2 separate regions of the Sus scrofa genome follow, and region 2 is linked to region 1. A link is a contact called in public HiChIP or PLAC-seq data. All regions are on one chromosome and are shown on one strand. Each heading gives the region's core, a stretch centred on a gene start, on an enhancer-like site or on the middle of the called end of the contact. The rest is flanking DNA. Distances are from core to core; before and after follow the strand shown.

What was found. HiChIP or PLAC-seq counts read pairs in DNA pulled down with a chosen protein or histone mark.
Region 2: a contact with region 1 is called in an H3K27ac HiChIP or PLAC-seq map of alveolar macrophages. The contact joins two enhancer-like sites. A contact is called at or near these places in 1 of 47 Hi-C or Micro-C datasets (mesenteric adipose tissue) and 1 of 2 datasets of contacts at active chromatin or transcription factors (alveolar macrophages).

Annotation. Positions count from the first base shown.
Region 1 is chr13:202,411,583-202,414,282 of Sscrofa11.1, forward strand. No RefSeq gene overlaps it. Among named protein-coding and RNA genes, the nearest start is that of ETS2, 51 kb to the right of the region's middle. Within about 2 kb of position 1,254, at least 4 of the 83 cell types and tissues checked have an H3K27ac peak or open chromatin away from gene starts, as enhancers often do. A contact at or near this core is called in alveolar macrophages, where this site is marked.
Region 2 is chr13:202,634,480-202,637,179 of Sscrofa11.1, forward strand. No RefSeq gene overlaps it. Among named protein-coding and RNA genes, the nearest start is that of PSMG1, 140 kb to the right of the region's middle. Within about 2 kb of position 1,267, at least 9 of the 83 cell types and tissues checked have an H3K27ac peak or open chromatin away from gene starts, as enhancers often do. A contact at or near this core is called in alveolar macrophages, where this site is marked.

The DNA.
Region 1 (2,700 bases), core at 4-2,503:
TCTGGGGAAAAAAAGGCTTCTCAGTTTGTGGGACTTAGTCCCCATACCCCCAGGACATTCACATGGCACCCAAGTCACAGGGTAGGGCTGGGGTTTGGCTGCTGCTCTCCTTCAGCATTTTGTCCTTCTTCTTCTTCTTCTTTTTTTCTTTTTTTTTGGGGGGGGGGTCTTTTTAGGGCCATACCCATGGCATATGGAAGTTCCCAGGCTAGGGGTCCAATTTTTTAAAAAATTTTTATAACTGCATGTGTAGCATATGGAAGTTCCCAGGCTAGGTTCAATCAGAGTTACAGCTGCCAGCCTATGCCACAGCCACAGCAACACCAGATCCAAGTCACCTCTGCGACCTATACCACAGCCCAATGCTGGACCCTTAACCCTCTGAGCAGGCATCTTCCTGTGAACATCTTAGCTCTGAAGTTTGGGGGCCATGGGGACCAGGGGGGAGATGGGGGGAAGACTGGCCAAGCCTGCTGTGCCCAATGCTCCTGCTGCCGTGTAAAAGGGATGCTGGACATATTTACACAATGATTTCAGAGTTCCTGTTGTGGCTCAGAGGGTTAAGAACCTGACTAGTACTCCTGAGGATGTGGGTTCAATCTCTGGCCTCGCTCAGTGGGTTAAGGATTCTGGTGTTGCCATGAACAGCAGGGTAGAAGCGGCTTGAATCTGGCATTGCCACGGCTGCGGCGTAGGATGGCAGCTACAGTGCTGATTTGATCCCTAGCCTGGGAATTTCCATATGCCATGGTTTGGCCAGAAAAAAAAAAAAGACAAAAAAGAAAATGATATCAAATTTCACCCCCCAAATGCAATTACACACAGGGGGGTGGGGGGGGGAAGCTGAGGTCCGGTGACACTGCCCACTGGTGTCCTTGGCTGCAGAGTATCCTTGACTGGTACCCTCGGCCAGTGAAAAATGATGCCCTTATTCAAACTGTAACTGGACCATCATCTCCTAGTGGGAGGAAGAAAAGTCAGACGTGAAAATACAAAAGTGCCACTTGTCTAGTGAAAGAGAAAGTGTTTCACTGATGGAAATTATGAAGTCAGAACATAGTGATTCAAAAAATTAAAACCACCTCGAAGCGCAGAAAATCGAAACAGAAGCGCCTCTGCTGCCATCTTCATCCCGGAACCTGTTCTCCACCTCTGACCCCCCCAGGAACTACTTTTTTTGACAAGCGCTGAGTCGGCGCCGCCAGACCTGCTCTAACACTGCTTTGCTTCATTTTATTTGAAAACCACAGCGACAACTTCCTTTTTCACTTTCGGGCCATTATCCACATCTTTCCACATCAGCCAAGAGAGACAAAGCTCAGAAAGTAACGGTGCATCCGTCCTGGGGTAGCTCTGTAAGATGTAGGGGTGATCACCGATTTACACTGCTCCTCGGGGAAGTGCACCGCAGGTCGCACAATTTGCAACTTGCAGCACCCGGGTGTGGCACGCCACAAAGCCTGGGGGAATTTGGATTTGAAGGAGATCAGGAGTCGTGGGAAAAAATTCATCAACCAGTTTTAAGATGAAGGCTTCCCACCATATATGTGTGAAGTTTTTCTTCCATGGTTTGAACTTGGAAGAAAACCATGGAAAAACTCCCCCAACAGTCAAGAGTTATGGATGGTTTGACATTTTGTCAATGTAGAAAGGAGTTGAGAAGCTAGGAAAAAAGATGTATTTTTATCTTGGGGGCAAGTAGAGGGTAGATCTAATTTACACAGTGCAAGGATGACTAATGTACAGTTTCATTTCTAATCTGAAAATTGGAGGAGATAAATTGCATAGAGAAACAGAAGTACAAACCAAAAAAAAAAAATGTTTAAGAGGGTAGAAGACTTTATCTTCTTGAAGAGAATAAACAATCTTGAGATTCAGTAATTCCTTGAGAACCTTAGAAAAATAAAATTTGTTCAAGATATTTTAGATATTGAGAAGGGCAGAAGGAACTTTCCCCACCCTGATTATTATGTTATATCAGATTCTCAACTGAGCCAATTTCTTTCTTTCTTTCTCTCTCTCTCTTTCTCTCTTTCTTTCTCTTTCCCTCCCTTCCTTCCTTCCTTCCTTCCTTTCTTTCTTTCTTCCTTCCTTCCTTTCTTTCTTCCTTTCTTCCTTCCTTCCTTCCTTTCTTTCTTTCTTTCTTTCTTTCTTCCTTTCTTCCTTCCTTTCTTCCTTCCTTTCTTCCTTCCTTCCTTCCTTCCTTCCTTCCTTCCTTCCTTCCTTTCTTTCTTTCTTTCTTTCTTTCTTTCTTTCTTTCTTTCTTTCGGCTGTACCCATGGCATATGGAAGTTTCCAGGCTAGGGGTTAAATTGGAGCCATAGCCACTGGCCTACACCAAGGCCACGGCAACACACGATCCGAGCCGTGTCTGCGACCTACACCACAGCTCATGGCAATGCTGGATCCTTAACCCACTGAACGAGGCCAGGTATCAAACCTGAGTCCTCATGGTCATTAGACAAGTTCGTTATCACTAAGCCACAATGGAACTTCCTCAACTGGGCTAATTCTGTCCCCTACCCCCAGGGGACATGTGGCAGTGGCTGGAAACAGCTGGATTGTCCCTCTGAGGGGGTGGGGGAGAGAGTGCTACTAGCACTGGTGGGCAGAGGCTGTGGATGCTGCCTGACACCCTACAATGTGCAGGACAACCCCTCACAACAACAATGACCCAGGAGTGTCCATGTCTCCATGAGG
Region 2 (2,700 bases), core at 17-2,516, 220 kb after region 1:
TGTGGCACAACAGGATTAGTGGTAGCATCTCTGCACTGCTGGGACACAGGTTCGATCCCCAGCCCCACACACTGGGCTCAGGATCTGGATTTTCTACAGCTGTGGCTTAGGTCGAAACTGTAGCTCAGATCTGCTCCCCAGCCCAGGGAGCTCCATATGCCATGGGGTGGCCAGGAAAAAAAAAAAAAAAAGGGTATCTGCGTTGATTCCCTGGAGCAGCAGCAACAAAGCACCACCAGCTGGGAAGTACAACCACAGAAATGTCCTCTCTCGGAGTTCCCACTGTGGTGCTGTGGGTTAAGGATCCAGTGCTGCCACAATTATGGCGTAGGTGGCAGCTGCAGCTGGGATTTGTAGGTTGCAGACACTGCTCTGATCTGGCATTGCCGTGGCTATGGCATAGGATTTGGTCCTTGGCCCGGGAACTTCCACATGCCGAGGGTCCAGCCAGTAAAGAGATGTCCTCTCTCAGCACCTGGAAGCCAGTGTCTAAATCGAGGTGCAGGCAGGGCGGGTTCCCCGAAGGCTCAGCAGGGGGCTCTTCCTCGCTTCTCCCAGCTCTTGGACTGTCCTCAGCTTGCAGACACGTCACTGCAGTCTCGGCCCCTGTGCCGCTTCCTCTCCTTCTTAGGACACCTGTCACCCACCCCAAGGACCTCATCTTAACCTGGTGACATCTACAAAGACCCTATTTCCAGAGAAGGTCATCTGTGGAGGTAGCAAGGTTAAGACTTTGACACGTCCCATCATTTGGGGGGGGGACCACCAGGCAACCCCAGAACACCTGGGCTCAAAAGAAAGACAGCAGTACAACTCCCAATTTTTCACTGCAATATGATAGTTTTAAAATGCATGCAAATAACCTGAAGGCGTGTTCTTTGGAATTTTTATTTGTTGCCCTATGGTGCCGTCATTAAAAGTGATTATCAAGGAGTTCCCACTGTGGCTCAGTGGGTTAAGAACTTGACAGTGTGTCCATGAGGATGCAGGTTTGATCCCTGGCCTCACTCAGTGGATTAAAGATCCAGCGTTGTTGAAGCTGGGGTGTAGGTCACAGATGTACCTCGGATCTGGTGTCGCTGTGGCTGTCGTGTAGGCCGGTAGCTGCAGCTTTGATTCAACCCCTAGCCTGGTAACTTCCATATGCTGCAGGTGCAGCTGTAAAAGGAAGTAAAAAAAAATGATTACTGAGAGACTATGTGGCAATGTGACAAAATACTTCTAACAACGCTGCATCATATGCCTCTGACCACAGTTATGAGAAATGCCTGTCACGTGAGCCAGGCCTGGTGAGGAAACGAAGAGTTAGAGGCCAGAAATTATGAACAGTATTTCTCTTAACATTTTATCTTAAACGTCTCTCTCTCTCTCTCTCTCTCTCTTTTTTTTTTTTTGCTTCTTAGGGCCATACTCGTGGCATATGGAAGTTCCCAGGCTAGGGGTTGAATCGGAGCTACAGCTGCCGGTCTACACCACAGCCACAGCACTGCCAGATTCGAGCTGCATCTGTGACCTACGCCACAGCTCACGGCAACGCCTTAACCCACTGAGTGAGGTCAGGGATCGAACTGCATCCTCATGGATCCTAGTTGGGCTCATTAACCACTGAGCCATGAAGGGAACGCCTTAAACTTTTCTTTATTGAAAATATGTTTTAAATTAAAAACAAGGAAGAAACAAAGGGCTTGTAGCATCTGTACCATGAAACAACTATGAGATCAGGGAAGGGCATTTAACTCTGCACACCTCAGCTTTACTGCAGCTGGGACGGAGTGTATGTCCCTTCCACCTCTGAGAACCGCTGGGGGACTCACATGGGCCGAAATCACCCAAGGACAGACAACCCCCTTGACAGCCAGAGCCATGGAGCAAAAGCCCCTGTCATCACTCCTATTATGCAAGGGCAAATCTGTCCCCTTTTTTTATTTTTTTGCCACACCAGTGGCGTGCAGAAGTTCCTGGGCCAGGGATGGAACCCACGCTACAGCAGCAGTGACCCGAACCCCTGCAGTAACAATGCTGGATCCTCAACCTGCTGAACCACACAGGAGCTCCACGTCTGTCCTTTTAAATGCCTGAGCTTGTCTGTGACCAACAGATATTTTTGGCAACAAGGAACAGGGAGAGGAGGCATTAGCAGATATAAAGAGCACAGAGTCAAAGTGAGCTCCAGCAGCAGACACGAGGGGCCTGGGCAGAAACTTCCAGAAATGTGGGTCACGCTCACGTGATTTCCTCCTGCGTTCGGAGAACTTGCCAACCCACTGTTGGAGCCCCTCCGGCTGGCAGCACCCCTCCCGCCAGGGTGTGGTTCGTTCTTTCCACATCTACCTGCTGAGGCTCAGGACGGGAAAGCCTTCCTCTGTGACGAGGGTGAGCGGTGACCCCACAAAGGCCAAGGCCAAGAGGGAAAAGTAAGGCAAGGTGAGGGGACCTTTGGGTGAAGACGTCATGATGCAGGACTTACATCCCGAGAAACAAGACCCGGAGCCTTTTTGCCGGGAAGCAGCGGTTATTCGAGAAGGCACTGGCTCAGCAGATTCATAGCCAAAGGCCGAGCCCAGGACGCAGAGGGGCATTGCCTTATATACCCGTTAGTTTTCCCGCTGCATCTGATTCCTTCATCCCCCGTATAAGGTGTTCTATAAATGTTGAGCAGGTATAGATGGGCGTGTGCTCATGGATACAGGTTATGCTACC